Linked DNA regions of Oncorhynchus mykiss: region 1 is linked to region 2. A link is a contact called in public Hi-C data. All regions are on one chromosome and are shown on one strand. The core of a region is the stretch at or near the end of the contact, and the rest is flanking DNA. Distances in the headings are between cores, read along the strand shown. Region 1 overlaps LOC110520118 (obg-like ATPase 1). Region 2 has its middle 12 kb from the start of cdca7a.

Region 1 (6,472 bases), core at 1,720-4,219, 85 kb after region 2:
GGAATTTCAATGGCCTTCGCTGCAAATCTAGTGGAAATTTTTGCATATCAAGTAGGAAAAATTAAATGTTAACCACGTTTTAATGTGATTAAGGGTGACAGGGACATTATTTCTGCTAATCACTCACCGGCCTAAAAGCCTCAAACAAGACTGGGGAACGAGCCAGGTTTCTGCTGCTTTTCCTGCTAGTCTCCTAAAAAAAAGTATGTATATATATCCCGTATATAATCATTTAAAAGCAAATATAATACATCAATAGTTTCTTTAAAACCGGCCTCCAACGATTTCTATTTCTAAATGTATTTATTTTCATCTCTATTCAACCTAATATATATTCATCAAATTATGCATATTTCTGGTATGTCTTCATAATACTCTAACGGTATTTTCTTGCGGTCATGTTATTTAGATTATTCAAAACAACCACATCCTAAACATGCTGTTATTCGATACCCTAATAGCCTTTTTTGTGTGTCGCCTACATATTTTATTCCACAATAAGCCGACAATACCTACACCTAAATTAACACAGGTTATTAGCTCTACAATACACGCCTGCAGCAATTACAATACGTCTGTCTATTCAACGGAACAACCTATGGTAAAGTAATGACAACCTACTAAAAACAAAAGAGCTTCCAACACACAGTAGGCTGGAATGAACACTTCCCACAGGGGTGCCTTGTCTATTTGTCTTGTTCTGTGAGAGAATCCTGAAGGGGGAATAATTCCTGTGTTTCCGCCTGCCTGGGGCTGCCCTGGGCTTTGTCACAGCTTTGATCTGCTTAAACGACTCAGGAGGGAGGACACAATGGGAGCTCCTAAAGTACAGGTGCAGCTACCTGAGCCTGTGACCTGTGTCTGCCGTGCATTCATACGGACCGGCTTCATTATCACTGCTTAGTCAGGTAAGCCTGTAAAAAGGTGAGGACAAAGGGACCCAGCACCTAGGCCCAGAGTGGCCTCCTTTCAGATGCAATTGAATGCTGACAGGACTGAGAAGTAATCCTCTAACAATCTCTCCCTCTCCACTACTTCATTACTGACCCACCCACAGGTGGACAGACACACAGCCAAACAAAGCTCCTCAGCACTTGAACCTGGAAATCACGCACGTGCGCGCACACACACACACACACACACACACACACACACACACACACACACACACACACACACACACACACACACACACACACACACACACACACACACACACACACACACACACACACACACACACACACACACACACACACACACACACACACACACAGCTGAAGGATTCCCCATCTGTCTGCTGTTGCTGCTGCTGGCTTGCATGCCATGCACCAACTAATACAATAACAACCCAGAGGCTTTATCCCCCCCCCCCCTCTCTGTTTCTCAGTTCCCGCTGAACGCTCTGGAGCACGCAGCACCTCGACCAGCTCTCCACCCCTCCTCCCTCAGTGGAGGGGGGAAATGAGAGGTATGAGCTCACGGTGCCGTTTGAGGCTGGGAAGTCAGGGGCTCTGTGGGACGCTTTTCATCCTCCCAGTGGTGCGCTCCTGTGAGGACACGAGTGCAGAAGCTCTCTGCTCCTCGTGGCCACGGCTGGATGGAGAGGCGAAGAGAGGCAATACATACAGCCCTGAGAGGCAAGCAGCCAGCACACAACCTCAGCCTCTCTCACTACTTTCCTCACATCACAGCCAATATTGTGAACTTGTTTCCCTCTTCACGGCTGAGGGGAGCAGAGCGGTACAATGGGAAGAGGCTTAATTAAGAGCATCCTCTTGCTCTCTTTTCTCAAGCTGCACAACAAGGCCATGCTAACAACAGGCTTTTTCAATTGTTTTTTCGCTAACAACTTTCTTTCATGAAGTACAAATACTTGAAAACAAACATAGATCAAATCCATAGTGAATTTGGCTTTATTGAATGAACAAACACTCCATAAAAATAAAAAAATGAATATCACGATCAGAAATTCTAACAGTAACTCCCAGGAGTACATACTACATCACCCTAAATAATTCTCCATACGGGGCAGCAGGGCTGTCATTCATTGCAATTGACTGCGAGCAAGAACACGAGGGGGGAGAAAGTCATCAAGATGTGACAATTGTGACAAGAGCAGGCAAAGTGTAGCGCAAGCAGCAGAATGTAAAGCGGTGGATTTCTCCATCTCTCCCTCTCTCTTCCTGGATGACAGCTTAATGTGTACCACATGCAATATTTATTCTCATCTCGTGTCAGACTGTCTACCCGTCCAAGGGAGTACAAAGAATGGCACTTATTAGAATAAAAGCAGAGGGAAGGTAATCAAGGACATATGGAACATCAGCCAATCATGCCCCCCCCCCCCCCCCCATCCTTATTCCCCCCTCCGTTTCCTTTTTCCATTCATAACAGTTCAACAATCACTCTGATAACAAGCTTTCAGGAGCTGTATGTGGCAACACTAAATTCATTAATTTATCTCATTAAAGCTGCCAGGCTGCAGGACACTTGCTGTGACATGTGTGTTTTGTTTTAACCCTTATCACAAAAGATAATAAACAGCACAACTTGCCAAAGCTATCCAAATATATCATTAGCCTGACTTAAAACACACAGAGATTCTTATGCTCTCAATAGCACAAAGAATGCTTCCGAGGATGCTTCCGCTTCTTCCCCCCCCCACCACCACCACAGAGCTGCTTCTGAATGCTTTGGAAGAGGTTAGCATACTGTGTTACAACAGAAATGGCTATTCTTATCAAAAGAACACGGACTGAACGGAATGAGGCTGTGATCATGTCTTATATGCTGACACACACCCTTTAAGCAGCGGATTCAAACCAAATCCAGTGTTGTCACGGCAGTTGACCTAGTTAGTAACACAGAAAGTATGGCCAAAAAAAGTAGTGACACAATAATCCCTGTGTGTCTTACGAGCGGGTCAAGAGCAAGAGGTAAGTGAGCTTTACTCAGTTCAAAATGGGACTTCTGATCAGTATCTAACCTGAAGCTATGCCCTCTGGTCAAGTATGTAGCCCGGGTTCACCCACTTGGCATTGTCCCAATTTTTATTACACAAGGGGACCGTTTCGGGGAACTCGTCGCTGTCTTGTGAGGTCAACAGAGAACAAACGAGTGTCTGCTTTGTTCCTATGGCCAGGAAGGAAGGCTGTGACACTCACCGTTAGGATCTCATTAGTGATAACAACAACCGAACAGAGCCGTCCCTGCCTGCGTGTCTTCCCCAACAAACCCCATCAGACCTCACCAGACCAGACCACAACAAAAGGCAGCCAGGCTACCCAGTGTCTTCTACTCATCCAACATGGGGAACAACAACAGTGTGATAGACCAGGCAGACAGACCAGGGACGGTCAATAACAAAGCCAAGTGAACTGATGCTCCGGGACTTTTATTAGAGACCATGTGGATATGGTTTACTCCTCTCTGAGCCTCTCAAAGTCATCCACACTCATTACAAAGCCTAACTGAAGGCTTCCACTAGGAGTGTGTGTTTTCAGCAGGGTACATGTCTTCCTTCCACGGGAATGTAGTTTTTCTCTCCAGGATCCCACAGTACATAAGGGGAGAGGGGACGGCTGTGGACAGAGTGAAAGGGGACCCACTGATCATATATGTCCCACATCGCTTTGAAAGGCAAACCGTGACTCCCTAGACAGCAGTTCCTTAAAACTTGGATGGAGCCAGCGGTTTTGCACTCAATAAACGTTCAATTCTGTTTACGGGAATTATGGTTTGGAGTAGCAAAAGTGGGCTGCTGCCACCGCTTTCCTGTCACGGTTCTCAGCAGACCACAACAATGCCTTCCCTCGGTGACAGTCTGCCTCAAAATCTGACGGTGACCAAGATGCGCGCGCTTGCCAGTTCGTTAACAAATCCTCTAAAGTTAAAGAAAATGTACAGTTATCATTACTCTGCACCAAAATAAAAGTTTAAAAACATAAAGTCAATCCTGAAATCAAACGAATAGAAGACCTGAACAAAACATATATGAGTAGGTTGTAGAGAGAAGCCGAGGGACAAACGGAGCACGTCCTCTCAGACAGTGGGATCTTTTCAAACTGAACGTGGCTAGACCATCAACCCTGCTGCGATTCACTGCAGAGGTACCTTTACTTTAATTGTCAAAGCACCACCTACAGGCCAGCTGGGGTAGTTCAATAAGCAAACATACCTGCTGGTTCACTTTCCATATCAAGAGAGAAATGAAGAGACAGCCAGTAAGAACAAAGTAACATGTCTGGAGACACACAACATAAGCAGGAAGAAAGCAATAAACATACGACCAATCCACAGACAGACACGTGCCAGACACACACACACGCAGACAGAGACAGACAGACAGACAGATAGACCCCTTGCATGTAAAAGCCCCCTGTGAAGAGCCGTCCTACCCTGACATTCCTCTCCCCGCTCACTGGTACAAACTCTGCACACTCAGAGAGGTCACGCTTTCCGGTTTTCTTAAAGGTCAACACACCTACTTAAGAGGCTCCAATTTACTTTAAAGCACATTACGAGGAGAAAAAAAACAGGCTGGCTCTCAAGTGGAGCTTTGCGTTTACTAAATGCGATGGCAGTTGGCCGTCTGCTAAGGACATTGGATTAAATATCTGATAATATCGAGGCTAATGAAAATATTAAAAAAGGTTGAAAACTCCACCGACCAGGAGCTTTTAAATTACCAGCTTGTGCCTTGACAAGTGAAAACATACAAACAGCAGACAAACACCCACATTATAAACTGAGGAGTAATGACCCTCTCTAATACACAAACTATGTGACACAGACAAAAGTGTTCCAGGCAGCCTACTGACGCCGAGGGAAGAGAAAGCCTCTTGGTAGACTCTTGTAGATGCCATTCCCTATCACGCAATGCCTCTCAGTCATAAACACATGACAAATGCGGCCTTAATCATTTTTTACGAGCGGGGATGTGCAGGAGGCAGCGCATGGCTGGAGGGGAGAGGGGAGCGGCGCGAGCAGCAGGCAGCCCCCGCTCCACAGAGGAGAGGGCCGGAGTGGTAAAGGCTCCTCTGGAACATCACTCGGCCAGCCGGCCTTTGATCTCCACACCGCAATTACGCCAACATCCAAATGAGCATGGAGTCGCCTCGGCAACAGACTTCAAACATGCTCATGGACACATTCTCATACACACGCACTGTACTGTACTGTATGGAATTATACCCACGTGCTCCTCTCTACAGTAAATGATGTACCGTCTCCAGCAGAGAACCTGGGGATGAAAGGAGGCCCTGTTCCCTCTCTGATCCCACCATTAATGATGGCTGCTTGCTAACGCTAATACAGTTTACTCTTGTTGAAATGAGGTCAGCTTGGTATGTAGTGGTTACAACACTGCACTCCAAACAGGGATATGATGGTCTAACAAATGGACGCGTTTTCCTCTGGCAGAATTCTTTCCCTACGTTATATAACATGGAAGTATTTCGCTGATGTAAAGACACACCATCATAATAGTAGGCCTATATCTGTCAGGGCCGTGCACAGACCTTTCGGGGGGCAGGTCCAAAACGCTTACTTTCCTAATTCATTACTCAAAATTCATAAAATACAAATGGTCTCTGTATCAGAACATTTGCATTATGGCCTATTTATTTTCTGCAATATCACATTCGTCACTCATTGTAAGCAAGCTAGAGCCAATGACTCCTAGTAGGCTACTAACTAGAGATGAGATGAGTGACATCAGAAAAGTGTCTACCAGCTGACCATAGCGGATGATGATGTAAATCTCCTAGTTAGCTAGCTAGTTTGCGATGCTGTCAAAACAAACCATTTTACTTAATGTCAGTTTGTTCTGCTGATGACATTTGCTTATTACCACCAAACACTTGAAATCGCCCCTTCTCTGTCCATGAAGATATCCCTCTAGTGGTGTGGGGGCTGTGCTTTGGCAAAGTGGGTGGGGTTATATCCTTCCTGTTTGGCCCTGTCCGGGGGTGTCCTCGGATGGGGCCACAGTGTCTCCTGACCCCTCCTGTCTCAGCCTCCAGTATTTATGCTGCAGTAGTTTATGTGTCGGGGGGCTAGGGTCAGTTTGTTATATCTGGAGTACTTCTCCTGTCCTATTCGGTGTCCTGTGTGAATTTAAGTGTGCTCTCTCTAATTCTCTTTTTCTCTCTTTCGGAGGACCTGAGCCCTAGGACCATGCCTCAGGACTACCTGACATGATGACTCCTTGCTGTCCCCAGTCCACCTGGCCGTGCTGCTGCTCCAGTTTCAACTGTTCTGCCTTATTATTATTCGACCATGCTGGTCATTTATGAACATTTGTTCTGTTATAATCTCCACCCGGCACAGCCAGAAGAGGACTGGCCACCCCACATAGCCTGGTTCCTCTCTAGGTTTCTTCCTAGGTTTTGGCCTTTCTAGGGAGTTTTTCCTAGCCACCGTGCTTCTACACCTGCATTGCTTGCTGTTTGGGGTTTTAGGCTGGGTT
Region 2 (6,776 bases), core at 62-2,561:
TATTTTGTTTCATCAGACCAGAGGACATTTCTCCAAAAACTATGATCTTTGTCCCAATGTGCAGTTGCAAACGGTAGTCTGGCTTTTTTATGGGGGTTTTGGAGCAGTGGCTTCTTCCTTGCTGAGCGGCCTTTCAGGTTATGTCGATAGAGGACTTGTTTTACTGTGGATATAGATACTTTTCTACCTATTTCCTCCAGCATCTTCACACAGTCTTTTGCTGTTGTTCTGGGATTGATTTGCACTTTTCACACCAAAGTACATTCATCACTAGGAGACATAACGCATCTCCTTCCTGAGCGGTATAATGGCTGCATGGTCCCATGGTGTTTATACTTGCGTACTATTCTTTGTACAGATGAACGTGGTACCTTCAGGCGTTTGGTGATTTCTCCCAAGGATGATCCAGACTTGTGGAGGTCCACAATTTTTTTTCTGAGGTCTTGGCTGATTTCTTTTGATTTTCCCATGATGTCAAGCAAATCGACACTGAGTTTGAAGGTCGGCCTTGAAATACATCCACAGGTACACCTCCAATTGACTCAAATTATGTCAATTAGCCTATCAGAAGCTTCTAAAGCCATGACATCATTTTCTGGAATTTTCCAAGCTGTTTAAAGGCACAGTCAACTTAGGGTATGTAAACTTCTGACCCACTGAAATTGTGATATAGTGAATTATAAGTCAAATAATCTGTCTGTAAACAATTTTTGGAAAAATGACTTGTGTCATGAACAAAGTAGATGTCCAAACCGACTTGCCAAAACTATAGTTTGTTAACAATACATTTGTGGAGTGGTTGAAAAACTAGTTTTAATGACTCCAACCTAAGTGAATGTAAGCTTCCGACTTCAACTGTACTTACAATACAATGCAATGGATATACTGACTAACACAGTCTGAATAAATCACAAACACATGCAAAATGCAGAACCTTAGAGGCATTTGGTATTTATGAGTTCGCTCACTACATTTGATCAATGTCTTCACATTTGGAAAACTTGTCTGAAAAACAAAGCATTCTTTACTCTAGCTAGTTAAATGAAGCATTTATATTAAACTGCAGAAATTATATAATGATGTCTCAAATAAATCCTATTGTGAAAGCTCCTTTATATCCGCAGTGCTGTGAGAACCCGAAAACAAAGGCTAAGAAACAATCCCAGGACTTGTCTAGGGACTGAAGTTAAGCATAAACGCTGTCTGGAATTGATATCCAGAGGAATTTACTGTACGTTTGTTCTGTGGAGGTTAAAATGGAGCAAAGGTCATTTTCCATGTTTTCAAAAGTTAAACACTTTGATAATTGGCAGAGGAGTCTGCATGTTTGTGAACTACGTTGCGTCACGATGTTCGCTACATCAATAAATTGCGGACCCTTGTTCCCATGTCAAAATGTCGAGCTGAAAGACACACAAAGTCAAGTATGTCATGAGGCCTCTTGGTTTACTCTTCTGTTTCTGAAACATCTATGGACATCTAGCGGTCCCTTTTCCCTCAGCAAGGATTTCAATCATTGCCATGGCACCTCCTACTTTTCAATGGATCATTTGTTTAATATTATAGTCTCACAGTCTTAAACCCAACAATATCAATCAATCATGAAAGCACCCGCATGCTTCTTTGCCCTGTAATATCTACTGTCTCTATTAACCCATGGTGGTTGACTATACTGGTTTACAGCGCAGAGGAAACGGGTGGAGGCGGGGCAGCAAATGACTTTCAAATTCACCCAGGCGTGACCTTGTAGATTGACCGCTAAGTACAACAGCTGGACAAACAAGTCTTACTAGTGTTGGATCTGACGCTTGACTTGGTATATGGTCTAATACTGGAGAATGAGGAAAGAGTCAGACTCGATATAATGTGCAGTGGTAAAAGTAGCAAATTTAAGCATTGGCTGTCTGTAGACTTCTGGAGAGACAGTAGAGGCTTCTAAAGTTTCTGCATTTCAACATATTATCATTTAGAACTGCTGCCTTGAAGAACATCATGTGACATCTGTTTCACCACACAAGCTGAAATAATGGATCTGTCATGGTTGTTAGCCAACTTTCAAACAATATCTCCACAAAGCTATCAGTTGACAAAAGAAACAGAGAAAACATTTGAGGTAGTCAGTCTAAAGTTGAGAGAAAGAAAAGAGCTCTTAGATAATTAGCACCAGAAGCCACTCAATAATCTTAAAAATCATTCTCACCACTTAAAATCAGCACAGATGGTTTGTATTATTGTGGTGAAACAGAATGAACAACACTCGACTGGATCTGATCCCCTAAATGTGTTTTTCCTTTAACATGTTTTTTCTTCTGTTCCTTAATATCAGTGTTGATCTGACCCAGCTGGCCTAACCACTGTGTCAACATCCCCCAGTTAGCCTATTGCAACATCCAAGGATTGTTCCCAATGAACAAGCGTGAGAGATTTGTTGTCCACATAACATCCTTGCTTATCTCCAAAACAACACACCTCTTCGTTGATCAGATCAGGTAGTACATGTTTCGAAGCTATGAAGTCAGTGAGTTAAACATTCACTTTCACTCAGAGATTCGCTGTTACACATCCATCTGTTTTGTACCACATGCTGCAACAACAAGAGAAGGTTTAGCACCAAACCAAGGGTCTTTCTCCAACACAAACGTCTAAATAAATGAATCATTCAATTGACAGGGTTATACATCCATTAGCCAGTAGCCTATATGCCACTGATTCACATATTGACAGTTTAAGCTCTCTAATATAACATCCTGGAAGCATGATCCCTGAAAACATCCCAAAGCTATGATCATTTAAATAATGCATTACATTTTTTGTTCGAAAAAATAAACCCTGTAATTGCAAAATATGAAATTTAACCCTGGAGCATGGTTGCTTAACCAAACATGCTTTGTCTGGATAGGCTTCGTCGCTGAGGAAATGTCTGGCTCACAGATTAAATTTGTTCTCTCGAGAGTCAAAGGCAAGAAAACAATTAAGTGTCTGCAACACATTTCACTGTATGCCACTTAACACAGTTTTCACATCATCGGGGCAATTGTCTGCAGAGGGCTATGAGACAAAGTCATTATTTCCAATGTCTCGGAAAGGTGGCATTGTCATTTTCCTGATTTTGAAACATTTCAATTAAGCTGCTGATGGTGATAATAAACATAATGGTGTGAGACTTCCAGTTTTGTCTTTTGTCCTGTCATGTCCCTGCCAGGAATCAGGAGGGTAACTGCTGTTGGGCCAGAGGTGGGAGGCATCGCTGGCACCCAAGGGGCTTGTGTGTGTCTCCACCCTTGAGGGTGCCCCCCCCCCCCCAAAACCTTCCCCTTTTATTCAGCGTCTAGCCCTTTCAAAACAAGGTGAAGTTCAGCAAAGTTTCTCTGCAGCGATGATCAAACAGTCACATCACTTATGGAGCTGGGTGACGGGGGCAGTGAATACAGATCAGCTTTAATTGTAGCAGGTCTTACTGCCACTGTCTGTCAATCAGAGCCTTTGAATTGGGGGAAATTTGCTCTGTTCATTCTGTTAAATGATGTATCCAATTAAACGCGTTAGAATTCATGATCTTCAGTCAAGGTTAAATGAAAGCAGTTACTCCTGTCAGTAAGGTGATTAAATGCTGCCCACATCAGGCACATTTTGTTCAAAATTCAAATTTTGGTCTAGAGCATGAATCTTTATTAATTATCTTGCAGTCGTGCTATATAAATGCCTGGCACATTTGCTCTTAATCATCGTGTTCATTTTAAATCTTTACTTTAGTCTCTTTATTAAAAGGGATCTCAATCCACAAATTATAGTGTTTTATATTCAGTGAGGAATTGTGGCCAGGTCGATTGATGTTCAAAGACATCTTTCAACAGCAAAGATGAATATTTCACATGTTAATGCCTATAGGCTTAGTTTACTGACGTGGTAGTAAAAAAGGTACTAAATACATTACTAGACAAAAATATGATTTGTTTAAAAGTAATGTTTCAAGGATAATTACACTGAACAAAAATATAAACGCAACAATTTCAAAGATTTTACTGAGTTACAGTTCATATGAGGAAATCAGTCAATTGAAATAAATTCATTAGGCTCTAATCTATGGATTTGACATGACTGGGAATGCAGATATGCATCTGTTGGTCACAGATACCTTAAAAAAAGGTAGAGGCGTGGATTAGAAAACCAGTCAGTATCTGGTGTGGCCACCATTTGCCTCATGCAGTGCAACACATCTCAGGCCGTTGATTGTGTCCTGTGGAATGTTGTACCACTCGTCTTCAATGGCTGTGCGAAGTTGCTGGATATTGGTGGGAACTGCCACACCAAACTGGAACACCAAACTGGAAGTCTTCCGACTAGCTTGGAAAGACAGTACTGTGCAGTACCGAAGAGCCCTTACTGCTGCTCGATCATCCTATTTTTCTAACTTAATTGAGGAAAATAAGAACAATCCGAAATTCCTTTTTGATACTGTCGCAAAGCTAACTAAAAAGCAGCATTCCCCAAGAGAGGATGACTTTCACTTTAGCAGTGATAAATTCATGAACTTCTTTGAGGAAAAGATTATGATTATTAGAAAGCAAATTACGGACTCCTCCTTAAATCTGCGTATTCCTTCAAAGCTCAGTTGTCCTGAGTCTGCACAACTCTGCCAGGACCTAGGATCAAGAGAGACGCTCAAGTGTTTTAGTACTATATCTCTTGACACAATGATGAAAATAATCATGGCCTCTAAACCTTCAAGCTGCATACTGGACCCTATTCCAACTAAACTACTGAAAGAGCTGCTTCCTGTGCTTGGCCCTCCTATGTTGAACATAATAAACGGCTCTCTATCCACCGGATGTGTACCAAACTCACTAAAAGTGGCAGTAATAAAGCCTCTCTTGAAAAAGCCAAACCTTGACCCAGAAAATATAAAAAACTATCGGCCTATATCGAATCTTCCATTCCTCTCAAAAATTTTAGAAAAGGCTGTTGCGCAACAACTCACTGCCTTCCTGAAGACAAACAATGTATACGAAATGCTTCAGTCTGGTTTTAGACCCCATCATAGCACTGAGACGGCACTTGTGAAGGTGGTAAATGACATTTTAATGGCATCGGACCGAGGCTCTGCATCTGTCCTCGTGCTCCTAGACCTTAGTGCTGCTTTTGATACCATCGATCACCACATTCTTTTGGAGAGATTGGAAACCCAAATTGGTCTACACGGACAAGTTCTGGCCTGGTTTAGATCTTATCTGTCGGAAAGATATCAGTTTGTCTCTGTGAATGGTTTGTCCTCTGACAAATCAACTGTAAATTTCGGTGTTCCTCAAGGTTCCGTTTTAGGACCACTATTGTTTTCACTATATATTTTACCTCTTGGGGATGTCATTCGAAAACATAATGTTAACTTTCACTGCTATGCGGATGACACACAGCTGTACATTTCAATTAAACATGGTGAAGCCCCAAAATTGCCCTTGCTAGAAGAATGTGTTTCAGACATAAGGAAGTGGATGGCTGCAAACTTTCTACTTTTAAACTCGGACAAAACAGAGATGCTTGTTCTAGGTCCCAAGAAACAAAGAGATCTTCTGTTGAATCTGACAATTAATCTTAATGGTTGTACAGTCGTCTCAAATAAAACTGTGAAGGACCTCGGCGTTACTCTGGACCCTGATCTCTCTTTTGAAGAACATATCAAGACCATTTCAAGGACAGCTTTTTTCCATCTACGTAACATTGCAAAAATCAGAAACTTTCTGTCCAAAAATGATGCAGAAAAATTAATCCATGCTTTTGTCACTTCCAGGTTAGACTACTGCAATGCTCTACTTTCCGGCTACCCGGATAAAGCACTAAATAAACTTCAGTTAGTGCTAAATACGGCTGCTAGAATCCTGACTAGAACCAAAAAATTTTATCATATTACTCCAGTGCTAGCCTCTCTACACTGGCTTCCTGTCAAAGCAAGGGCTGATTTCAAGGTTTTACTGCTAACCTACAAAGCATTACATGGGCTTGCTCCTACCTATCTCTCTGATTTGGTCCTGCCGTACATACCTACACGTACGCTACGGTCACAAGACGCAGGCCTCCTAATTGTCCCTAGAATTTTTAAGCAAACAGCTGGAGGCAGGGCTTTCTCCTATAGAGCTCCATTTTTATGGAACGGTCTGCCTACCCATGTCAGAGACGCAAACTCGGTCTCAACCTTTAAGTCTCTACTGAAGACTCATCTCTTCAGTGGGTCATATGATTGAGTGTAGTCTGGCCCAGGAGTGGGAGGGTGAACGGAAAGGCTCTGGAGCAACGAACCGCCCTTGCTGTCTCTGCCTGGCCGGTTCCCCTCTTTCCACTGGGATTCTCTGCCTCTAACCCTATTCAGGGGCTGAGTCACTGGCTTTACTGGGGCTCTCTCATGCCGTCCCTGGAGGGGGTGCGTCACCTGAGTGGGCTGAGTCACTGATGTGGTCATCCTGTCTGGGTTGGCGCCCCCCCCCCCCCCCCCCTTGGGTTGTGCCGTGGCGGAGGTCTTTGTGGGCTATACTCAGCCTTGTCTCAGGATGGTAAGTTGGTGGTTGAAGATATCCCTCTAGTGTTGTGGGGGCTGTGCTTTGGCAAAGTGGGTGGGGTTATATCCTTCCTGTTTGGCCCTGTCCGGGGGTGTCCTCGGATGGGGCCACAGTGTCTCCTGACCCCTCCTGTCTCAGCCTCCAGTATTTATGCTGCAGTAGTTTATGTGTCGGGGGGCTAGGGTCAGTTTGTTATATCTGGAGTACTTCTCCTGTCCTATTCGGTGT

What was found. A called contact is a pair of places that touch in the nucleus more often than the background predicts.
Region 1: a contact with region 2 is called in a Hi-C map of liver, with 5 times the contacts expected there. The contact joins two enhancer-like sites. A contact is called at or near these places in 2 of 3 Hi-C or Micro-C datasets (blood and liver).

The regions. Positions count from the first base shown.
Region 1 is chr3:49,823,727-49,830,198 of USDA_OmykA_1.1, forward strand. All of the region lies in intron 7 of LOC110520118 (obg-like ATPase 1), which reads right to left. Among protein-coding and RNA genes, the nearest start is that of sp3a, 25 kb to the left of the region's middle. Within about 2 kb of position 2,970, at least 2 of the 11 cell types and tissues checked have an H3K27ac peak or open chromatin away from gene starts, as enhancers often do. A contact at or near this core is called in liver, where this site is marked.
Region 2 is chr3:49,740,395-49,747,170 of USDA_OmykA_1.1, forward strand. No RefSeq gene overlaps it. Among protein-coding and RNA genes, the nearest start is that of cdca7a, 12 kb to the left of the region's middle. Within about 2 kb of position 1,312, at least 1 of the 11 cell types and tissues checked has an H3K27ac peak or open chromatin away from gene starts, as enhancers often do. A contact at or near this core is called in liver, where this site is marked.